Regions from separate parts of the Mus musculus genome. Here region 1 is linked to region 2. A link is a contact called in public HiChIP or PLAC-seq data. All regions are on one chromosome and are shown on one strand. Each heading gives the region's core, a stretch centred on a gene start, on an enhancer-like site or on the middle of the called end of the contact. The rest is flanking DNA. Distances are from core to core; before and after follow the strand shown.

What was found. HiChIP or PLAC-seq counts read pairs in DNA pulled down with a chosen protein or histone mark.
Region 1: a contact with region 2 is called in an H3K27ac HiChIP or PLAC-seq map of trophoblast stem cells, with 9 read pairs. The contact joins two enhancer-like sites. A contact is called at or near these places in 2 of 15 datasets of contacts at CTCF or cohesin (CD8 T cells and large pre-B cells), 34 of 484 Hi-C or Micro-C datasets (B cells, CD4 T cells, CD8 T cells and 24 more), 12 of 115 datasets of contacts at active chromatin or transcription factors (the 230-238 cell line, the HPC-7 cell line, the NIH/3T3 cell line and 8 more) and 1 of 9 other capture datasets (macrophages).

Annotation. Positions count from the first base shown.
Region 1 is chr17:3,202,134-3,207,423 of GRCm38.p6, reverse strand. No RefSeq gene overlaps it. Among named protein-coding and RNA genes, the nearest start is that of Gm34035, 79 kb to the left of the region's middle. Within about 2 kb of position 2,438, at least 58 of the 459 cell types and tissues checked have an H3K27ac peak or open chromatin away from gene starts, as enhancers often do. A contact at or near this core is called in trophoblast stem cells, where this site is marked.
Region 2 is chr17:3,076,442-3,082,328 of GRCm38.p6, reverse strand. It overlaps the pseudogene Pisd-ps2. Among named protein-coding and RNA genes, the nearest start is that of Gm25909, 21 kb to the right of the region's middle. Within about 2 kb of position 3,303, at least 17 of the 459 cell types and tissues checked have an H3K27ac peak or open chromatin away from gene starts, as enhancers often do. A contact at or near this core is called in trophoblast stem cells, where this site is marked.

The DNA.
Region 1 (5,290 bases), core at 1,189-3,688, 130 kb before region 2:
TAGAGGAGGAACACGACAGAGTAAATGAAAACAGACATGGCTGCACAGTTTTATAGAGCACTAAGTCCTCTCCACCTTTACAAACCTGTACTCTTTCCCTTTCATTCTGGAGAATCAAACCCAGAGCTATGTACATACTAGGCACTTCACCACTGAGCTCCCAGCTCATCAACTAAAGGCTGCTTGTTGGAATCTAACAATAACTACTTGATTTTCTTTGCACATTCCATTAGCTCAAGTGTTGAGCTCAAGTTTGGTCATCACTTGAAAGTATTTTCATCTGAAAAGGTGGGTGGTATAGACCAACCTATGTTCTAGGAGGTCAATTTATATGGGTTTTAAATAGTTAACTAGTTTAGTACTGGGCTGTCATGAATGTGGTCTCTGCTGCCCCTCAAAATATTTTGAGGTACTTCAGACTTTTTAAGAAAAACTTCTGGCCAGGCAGTGGCAGCACACACCTTTAATTCTGGAAGCAGAGGCCAGCCTGGTCTTTAGACTGAGTCCCTGGCCAGCCAGGGCTACACAGAGAAACCCTGTCAGGAAAACCCATAACAGTCTGGACACAGACACACACTGGTGAGAGGATGGTGCCAAGACACAACAGATGACAGCAGACAGCCACCAGCATGAGGAATCTGCAACTCCCAAGATAGCTCAGGGACTCCTGAGCACTGTCGGAAGGAGCAGGAGAGGGCTTTGTCTCCAGAGCCTTCAGGAAAGGCAGGGCTTTGCTGGCACACCACCCCAACTGCTACTTCCTGCTATTTGTTACAGCAGCTCAGGGTAATCAACATGGTCTACTTAATAGCACGCACATTTCAAAAGCACAGTTCTGAGGTGAGAGGCCTGAGTGGGAGAGGTCACACATGCAAACTGTAAGGGCACTGTCTCCTTTAAGAGGAACAGAGCTATCTGAACTGTGGGACCCTGTCTGTAGATAAACTGAGTACAATGCTTGCCACATAGGGATTAAAACTGTCTTTTTTCTCCAAGCCCTTCTCTGCCTGTAATGACAAAACTTACAGTCACAAACTATTGGGGCTAGCAACTGCGAGACTACCAGATCCACAAGAGGCCCCAGTAAAGCATTAGCACCCCTTGCAAGTCTTCAGTGATGACAGGGACACTACTGCTCCTTTCTAAAAGGCTCAAAGCCACATTCAAGCCACAGAGCAGCAGGTCTAGCTTACACAGCACATGGACGGAACTAGCCTTCAACACTGGAAAGGACAAGTCAGGTTTTACTATTACCACAGCTAACATAAGAACTGTCCTTCAGTGACATAGGAAATGCCCCATTATCAAAGCATAGCAAAGTAACATTTATTTCACGTAATAATCATAAAAATAACTGGATTTGCTAAGATTAGCAGAAACAAAGTTTACCTAACAAATGACACGAGCATGTCTTCTGAGGGGAAGACTGGGCAGTAGCACAGCCAATATTTCGTCACTGACTTGATGACTCTGGAAACTGTTGTCAGGACATGATGTAGACCAAGTTCATACGAGACTGGCTTGTTAACTTGATTATTTGAGGAATCCAGTAATGGTTTTTTGTTTGTTTTTTCGAGACAGGGTTTCTCTGCATAGCCCTGGCTGTCCTGGAACTCACTTTGTAGACCAGGCTGGCCTCGAATCAGAAATCTGCCTGCCTCTGCCTCCCGAGTGCTGGGATTAAAGGCGTGCGCCACCACGCCTGGCCCAGTTATGTATTTAAATAAGGTAAAATAACTGCAAATTAACCATCACTGCAAAGTACAAAGACTACTGTCTACACTGTGTGAATTCAAGCAGCAGGTAAGCATTAATAATTCCGAATGTACACAGTTACCCATTCAAAACCACAAGCACTTTGCTTAATCTAAGCTCAGTGGACTGTGAACAGCACGGTTTGATATAAGAAAACTAAATCCTGATTATAGACACAGTAACTAAAAGGCTGAGTTTTACAAGTGGTGGAACTCACATCCTCAATGCATATCTGCGTAAGTCCTCACTAGTTACAAAGCATCCATAAGGAGGAAAGGAAAATGAAAGAGAGCTTTCACATTTTATCTGTGAGCAAAGTGTTTTGTAAAAAAAACCTTATTTAGCGTTGGTGCAGTGTAAGTCTGCCTTCAGATCAGTTGAAAGAACATCACTTAAAAACCATCAAGTATATAGAGTGAGTTCTTACATATTGCAAAAGGAGGAATAGCAATGTACACGTGCGACCACAAAAGGGGAACTTCAGTGGCTAAGGCAACTGTAAATCCTAAATAGCCTGGCATTTGCTGAAGTGGAATACACTCATTCCTAAATCTGCTAACAGGATTTCAAACTTTGCTCAAAATCGTATTATGAGACTTAAGGAAGCCACTTACAACTGTGAGCTAAGTTTCTGTTAAGCAGAGCAGATACTACAAAGCCTACTTCCCAGGGTTGCATCACACCACGATGCAGTTACTCAGCTTCCCAGCACAGTGCAGGCGCTGAGTGCTACAGGTCTCTTCAGTGATGAAGACTGTTTAGCTGTGAAGAAGTTAAGGACTAGAGGTCCCGTACCTTGCCCAAAGACATTCTAGCAACTGTTAAGGCCAGTTTTTAAAACTGAACAGCATTAATTTTAAATTATTATTTTAAATGCATTATTTCAAAATGTGTTCCAAAATTGTTGGGTTTTGTCCCCACAGCCACCTTCTCTTTTCTTCAACTTATCATTCACAAAACAGAAAACTTAAAATAGTGCTTATTATCTGTTTTTGTTGTTGCTGTTGTTTTAAAGGCGTGGACTAGTTATGTGACTCCAGTTGAACTCAAGATCTTACTACTTCAGACTCCTGAGTGGCCTGTGTTCTACAACATTCCACAAGTATTAAAATGCTGGAAGCAGCCTAAAGACCAGGACAGAGAAACCAACCCACCTTCAGTGAAAGCCAGTTTTCAGTTGGCCTGCCCCACTATAGCCAGGACTGCTGGGAAAGGCAAAACCCATCCCAATAGAGGCAGAGAGGGCAGTAGACAGAGCATTTGTACTCAAGTCCCCTGTGTTCAGAAATTCTACTCTGGTGGATTCCAGCAATTTCAGATGAAAGTATTTGGGGAGTGGGGAGGAAAGCAAGGCTCCTACTGAACAGACAGACCCTATTCCCTTAACAACAGGGTGCAGTACCTAACAGCACTGTTATCACATCGGTCTTGGCATTAAAAGTAACCTCGAGATGACCTAATGTACACAGAAGGAATGAAGACTGAACTGAACCTTTGTGGATTCCAGTACCTGGGGGGGAAGTCCCTATAGACTGCCTCAAGGGACAATGTGCATAGCCATTAAACCACACATCTGGCCATGAGCAACTGTAGTCTCAGTTTACAGCCTAAAGCATCTAACATTTTATACAATTACACCTTCTTCCCCCTTCGATATAAAAGCAAAGAGAGAATGTCTGAGAAGGAGAGAGGGAGGGAAGGAAAGGAGCCTCCAGGTCTTTGTTCTCAATCGTTGATAATTTTTAGAACAAAGAAGGGTAAGGGGAGCTTAGTCTAAGCAAGGAGCCTAGAGAAACCACTGACTTGTGTTAGTTCCTCATGTACAGACCATCTATGTAGTCCTATTAATGGCATTGAGGCCAGTTTCTGACCAATTTAACAATTATAATCTGTCAAGATAAAGTAAAAACTTGAACTAGTCTATAAAGCCTGTGTAAGTAAAGAAAATGTTTCCTATAGTCATTTCATGGTTCTGTTTCCAGGTCTTTCTTGGTGCAATAGTTCACTTTTAAAGTATGAACTTAAACTATGATGACTACTCTACATTTTAGTCACCCTCCAGCATCAACTGGCAAAATGTATTGCTTTCTATACCACTATAGGTAATTCTATGAAACTAGAATATTTTATGTGACTCTGGTTGGACTTAGGAGCTTACTTCTTTCAGAATCCTGAGTGGCCTGTGTTCCACGGCATTCCACTAGTTAAGGTATTAAATGCTGGAAACAGTCTAAAGATCAGAATAGTAGAAAACAATTTCGAGAGTGCTGTGTGTAAACCAGGTATAGTGGCTAGTGAACACTTATATAAGAACAGGGCGGGGGTGGGGGTGGGGGATTGTCATGAGTTCAAGCCCAGCCTTAACTATCAGCGTGAGACCCTGACCTAACAACTAGAAGGGGAAGAAACATATTCAATATAGATTTGAAAGTAGGTAGGATTAAACAGTGGAAGGTGTGTCTACGGTAACTCATGCACACGTACCTATGGGTGTGTCATGAAGCCTCTTACAAGTCGGAGCCACACAATGACTGCTAACAGCTCCGAGAAAGTGGGGACCACAGGGAGCAGCACACTCAAATCACTTTGTGTGTGTACTGACATTAAATTGATCCTTCCTGTAAGTAAGCTGTGCTGGATCAGAGTATCATTGCTAATCTTTCATTAAATGATTGTTTTCCTTTAGACGTGACCTTCACACTTGTAGTGCCCACAGCTCACACAGTTTAAAAGATGCTGCATTTTATACAAAAGCCACAGCAAGAACACTTGGGAAGAACATAATCCTATGTCACACTGCAGCATCTGTGATTAAATAATTCAGTGCTTTATCTGCCTGCCTTAAAAATGATACATGCTCTCATCTTTATGCAGTATGTAAGCACAATACTTGTGTACAAAGGGAGAAATCTAAAAGGTGCTGAAATAGTTTACTAACACAGCACCTACTAAATAATGTCTTACTATTAATATAAAGGCACATAGGGTACAGCAAAAATATTTTAATTGAATATAAAATGTCTTGGTTCAAAGATCACGCATACCCATCTGAACACAGTGAGGAAAATATAATATCCTTGAAATCACGTGCTCAGAGTGGACGGGTGCTAGAATAGATGGGCAAGAAATGCATTCAATTCGCTCACTATAGTAATTCACACATGTTCACTAATCTGTCGACTGTCTACTTTGTATGTTCCCTTTTTCTTTGATTCTGTTCTGAGTTAGGAATTATTTTACAGTCATTGTATATTTTACTGGAAACATTTCCCATTTCTGAGTAGTATTGCTTGCAATTAACAGCATTTTATCCAATGAGATTCACTATTTTTAAGTTTTTTTTAGTACATATATACAATGGAATACTATTTATGAAAAACAAAGACTCGATGAGATAGATGGATCTTGAGAATATCATCCTGTGTGGGGTAATCCAGTCACAAAAGGGCATGCACCATATATATGTATTCCACTTATAAGTGGATATTAGCCATAAAATACAGGATACCCATGCTACGCTCCACAGATCCAAGGA
Region 2 (5,887 bases), core at 2,054-4,553:
GGGAGTCCTCTGTGCCCCGAGTAGGAGACTCACTTCAGGTACCCATGGCTCTGGCTGGGGGAATGGGGTAAGGCAGGGGAAGCAGTGGGCTTCTATCCTGTGTCTTGGTCTTTGGCAAGGGCACCGAGGCCCCCTTTTTCCTCCCTAGACCCCTGCTTCCTCTACCAGATCCTCCCCCAAGCTCTTCTGGACTGGCATCCGCTCTTCTGCAGTGACTTGGGAAGGGCAGCCCACAGGAGAATGCTGATTTGTCTTTGCTTGGTCCCTGCCACCTCCTCTTGTTTTTTAGAGACATACTGGGGTCCTGTGGAAGAGAAAGGAGGAGAGCAGGACAGTTGGTGTGCTGTGGTCTTAGCCTGTGCCGCTCACCAGTTCTCTGTTGCAATCCCCTTTTGTTCTTTGCTTTGCTCAGTTTCTAGGAGACACAGGACTCAGCTTCTCTTGAGCAAGGCTCAGATGGCAGCCTTAGCTTGTTTAATCAACTGTGCTTTTTCAAACATCCTAGAGTGGGTTGCAGTAGAGTCTCATGATGCCCACTGTGTGACAGACAACTTAGTTGCATTCAGGAAGCTGAGCTTACAGTGAAAAGGCCTCTCTGTGCCTTTGGAAAGCTGGCTGAATAGAAGACAATGACCTTGTAAAACTAGTGGGTCATACATGTGGTTGTAGCAGAGCAGGGAGGCAGCTTTCGAGCTAGGTGGAGAGCCTCCTGAGCCTGTGGATGGAGCCACTGCTACCATTTAGCAGAAGAGGAAGCAAAAGATTGAAGGTTTTCTCAGGTGCCACGATGGAGGAACAAAAGACTTGGCAGGTGTCACCCAATTGTCTAGGCTCATGGCACTGTGTCTCGTCTTTCTGGCACCTGTGAGGGCAGAACTGTCTTTGGGTCCCAACCCTCCTAAGCATGGGAGGTTGTGGGTATAAAGTGGATTCTCTTCCTTCCCATTAGGGGCTCCAAGGCCTTTGCTCAGGCTGCTGCTGTACTTAGAGGTTCCTAGGAGTTGTTCCTGAGCTGCCGCCCACTCAGCACACCGGCAGGTGGGAGACACTGGAAAATAAGCCCAGTAGTCAGGCAACCAGGCCCCTGTCTCACAACTTGAGTTGGTTAGAATGGAATGGGCACTGCAATGCCTGCTGGAACTCTTTGGTTCCATTGGAGAGAGAGGCAGCTTGCTGGGGGTGAGGGGGCAGGGTAGGGGTAGGGAGCAGGACCGGCACTGGCTGAGGGGTTGCTCCTCAGGTTCCTCCAGACTTAGGCACTGACCCAGGCCACGTGTGGACATGTGTCCTGCAGGTTGTACTTTCTCCAGCTGGCCCTATGGCGGAGGCTAGGCCAGCTGAGCTGCATGTCCAGACCTGCTCTGAAACTGCGCTCCTGGCTGCTGACCATCCTCTACTACCTCCTGCCCTTCCGTGTGCTCAGGCCCCACAGCCAGGTGGGATGGAGGCCCCTGAGCAGGGTAAGTGTAAATAGGCCTCCTGGCCATGATCCTCCCTAGAGAGGCCTGAAGGGGAAGCACAGAGAAGGAAACAACTTATCAGAGACCGCACTCATGAATAATATGTGTGAGAAGGTTGTTTGGTTGGCAGCCCTGTGACAGTTCAGAACTCGCTGGTTTTGTCAATCAGAAAACAATGCCACTGGTTTCCACATGCAGAAGAAAACAGGTGATTGCAAGAAAAAGACCAAGCAGAGTCTAGCCAGCAGAGGGTGGTTTAGGAAGCTGTAGCCAGGCTGGGCCTGTTAGTTGGAGTACATGCTTGAGGTGAGGACTGCACAGGCAGCATCTCAGGCAGGCCCTGGCCAGCAGGTACCGGAAGGTTCTCTCTCACTCAGCTTCTTGACAGACTGACTCCAAAAAGGAAGCCCTGCTTCTAGGACACTGGTAGCCTAGGTAGGCACCACAAAAGCCCAAGGAAGTATACTAGACACTAGAGCATAGCCTGGGGCCACTTGATGGTATTGCTCTGTCCAAGTCACTAAACATCAGTCAGAAGACACTGACTTAGTGTGGGAAGGTCTGTTGAAACTTGGTAAAATTACTTTACTCCTAAGGGAGTTGGTGCTGTTGGTGCAGCAGTGGTGGCAGATGCTCAAGTGCTCTGCAGGACCCTCTGGCCTGAAAGTGGGACTAGTACCTACCTCCTGGTGCTCTGTACTAGACAGGTGACAGAGAGCTTCCTCCTGCCTCTGTGGAGAGCCCATGGGCTTGCTCAGGTGCATATGTGGCAGGGTGATGTATATCTGGGAGTGAAAACACCATCCTTGCTTCCTTTTGAAGAGGATGCTCAGGACTGTAGGGCTGCCCTTGGGAGCCTGATGCCTTCTTGAGTGGTCTGGAATGTGGGCAGTTAGCTGGCACAAGGGCAGCATGCCTCTTGGTGGTCTTTCAAGCTTGCACCAGGTCTGTTTCTGTCCTCATCTTCCATTTGTAAGAACCAAGGCTATACAGCCCAGTCTCCACCTCTGGGATTAAGGCAGCTGCTCTTTGACCTTTGTGTGCTATAGCAAAAATGATACAGGCTACATGTATATCCAGCCTTGTTTTGAGTATTTGGTGAGCAGTCTGGTTCCTTCTGAGAAACAGCCACCTCACAAACCAGCCTGAACACTTGGGCCTTCGTGGTGGCGTCTGTAGAGTTTCTTTCTCTCTCACTCATGTGGGGATGGGGGTTTGGAGTGTATGAAAGTACTCAAATATGTGACCAACTCAGCCTCCTGCACTGTGGTCTACAGGTGTTCCTGTATAAAACTGTGCCAACTCGTTTGCTGTCACGTGCCTGTGGTCGCCTCAACCAAGTAGAACTTCCTTACTGGCTCCGGAGGCCAGTCTACAGCCTGTATATCTGGACCTTTGGGGTGAACATGACTGAGGCTGCAGTGGAGGACCTGCACCACTACCACAACCTCAGCGAGTTCTTCTGGCGTAAGCTGAAGCCTCAGGCACAGCCTGTCTGCGATTTGCACTGTGTGGTAAGGCCTGGCTCTTGTCTCCATTCTTCATTAGGAAATGAAACCCTTGTCTGCCTTTAAGCCAGGCTTAGCAGCACCGCATGGCCGTGGCACTCCGGGAGGCTCCCTCCTGACCTGGACTGGAGCTCCCTGAGGACTTGGCAGGTGGTAGAGTTTGGGGAGCCACTGAAGGTGAGGACTTCCCCCTCCTTACCATCAAAACTCTGTCTCCTCCAGACCAGCCCATCAAATGGCAAGATCCTCACCTTTGGGCAGGTGAAGAACTCTGAGGTGGAGCAGGTAAAGGGCGTAACCTACTCCTTGGAGTCCTTCCTGGGCCCTCGAGCCAGTACAGAAGACCTGCCCTTCCCTCCAGGTGGGTCATTGCTTAGTCAGTACCACGGCACTCAGGTCGAGTCAGTTTGTCAGGCAGGGATGCCTAAAAGCTGCTCATGAAGCAAAAAGAGTTTCACGGAAACTCGCTCCTGGAGTCTGGCGTGCTCTCTAAATTTTCCATTCCCGCGTTAGTCTAGTGGATGGATCCTTGTGCTCTCTTTATTATAAGTGCCTTTTAAGATTGAATTCTGACATAGCTAAAGCCTTCTGCCAGTGTTCCAACAGTCCTAGAACGTCCTTGAGCTAGACAGTGACATTCAGAATAGCCTCTGGTATTACACTATTAATAAAAGCCAAGTAGCTCCCATATACAGGAATTTACAATGGTTTAGGAAGTAGATCGGGCTGTGGTTTTAGAGTATTGCATTATTCATGAGATGGTTAGCTAGAACAGAACTCCCTAGTTAGAACCATGACTTGGGTGTAAAAGCCCTTGCCCTAGGAGAGTAAAGACCTCACACCTGGCTTCTAGACTATCTCTGAGTTACACCCATACACAAGTATTTACAATGGCCTAAGGGGAAGGTGGACTATACAATAGACTAAAATAGGAACTATGGCAAGGGCATGAAGCCCTTGACCCTGGCTTCTAAGATTAAGTGAATCTTAGGTGGAGCCCTTTTTGATCCCAGTTGTTAACAATGAATTCTATCCCAGGTGGTTCCTGTTAGACCTTCTGTGTTTACATTCCTCTGTTTTATGTAAGAATCCAGTAACCTCTTTGTACCTTTCGAGTGTGTCACCCAATTTCCTTATTGTCTTCTGTATAAAAAGTGTGATGCTCGATTTGACATTACATTCAGATCCAACACAAACTCTCCTGTGTGTGTCTGTTTGTTACTCATCCGACGTTTTGCCCACCCGAGACGAGAGACCCGTTCCACGCAGACAAAGGGGCCCAGAGGGTCTGCGGCAAGTCAGGATTGGAGCTGGGGTAGACAGCAAAGGCTAGTAACAAAAGGCATAGGGGGCTGAGGGAATAAAGGCTGGGCAAGCTTTGGGGCAGCAGGCTGCTATGTAGCCAAAAGTCATTATTGGAGCCCCCAGCTAGGCTACATGCAGGCCATGTACAGGTGCTCACTGTGGGATGAATGGCACCTGGAGCTTGTCCAAAAGCCAGGCCTTCTTTCTGTCCCACCCAATAGCTTCCTCCAGTGACTCCTTCAGAAACCAGCTGGTCCCCCGAGAAGGGAATGCGCTCTACCACTGAGTCATCTACCTGGCCCCAGGAGACTACCACTGCTTCCACTCCCCCACTGACTGGACCGTCTCACATCGGTGCCACTTCCCAGGTCTGCCCAGGGGTGGGCATTAGAGGCCCTTGGCCTTTTGACTTGGGAGGACTGGGCTTGAGGCTGGTGTCGTCAAGGCCAGGAGAGGACTTCTTGAGGTGGCTGGCTATAGGCGAGGGTATCTGGGGTCCTGCTTAGAATTTGGAACGCTTGGCCTGTGAGTCCCTGTGGCTCTTCGGCCATTCTGATGTGAACATGTCAGGGGCTGAGCAGAAAGTAGCATATTCTCTTGTCTCTTCAGGTTCCCTGATGTCAGTGAACCCTGGCATGGCCCGATGGATCAAAGAGCTCTTTTGTCACAAAGAGTCCTAACTGGAGACTGGAAACATGGGTTCTTCTCGTTGACAGCAGTGGGAGCCACCAATGTGGGCTCTATCCGTATCCACTTTAACTGAGTGAGCAAAGCCCACAGGCTAAATCTCTTGGGTCCAACCACTTCATTTGCTGTACAGCATTACCTTTGGGCTTATACATTTTGTAGTGCGGGAGGGATGTTCTAGCTCTGACCAGGCTGGGCTCTGCAGACACCCATACCAGCTCAGCCTCCCTCTCCCTGTTGCCCAATCTGTGGCCATTCACCTGCCTGAACCAATCCCACATCCTAACACACTACTTCTGCCAGGATCCCTGATCAGAGGCAAGGATGGAGCCTGCAGGAGGGTAGAGTTGACTTGGGTGAGAAAATCTGGTACCCACTCTGCCTTTTTAGGTTTTAATGGCTGCTGCTGGCACTAGCCTTTCAGCGTTTATATCTGACCCCCGCTCCTCCTTGTCAAAGTCACAGCTGATACTGGGAGTGTTGATTAGTTAGGCCTTTGCCCTGAGAGGCTTGTCTCTGCCACCTGGGCTGGGCAGGGTTGAAGACAGGCAAGAAGGCTAATTAGCTTTTTCCTTCTTGCTCCTAGGACCTGCACACAAACAGCCCCAGGTACAGCAAGGGCTCCTACACACACGCCAACAAGGAGGGCATTCCCATGCGCAAGGGTGAGCCCCTGGGCGAGTTCAACCTGAGCTCCACCATCGTGCTCATCTTCGAGGCACCCAAGGACTTCAACTTGAGGCTGAAGGCAGGACAGAAGATCTGCTTTGGGGAAGCACTGAGCTCCCTTAGTCCTCTTGGTTGTGGCTGCCAAAGGATCTTTCCACACAGGAGCATGAGGGTCTTCAGCGGAGCCCCAGGATGTCTAGGTGAGGGGCACTGTGGGGCTGACCTTATAAGACCTGAATGATGTATTCCTGCCTGTCC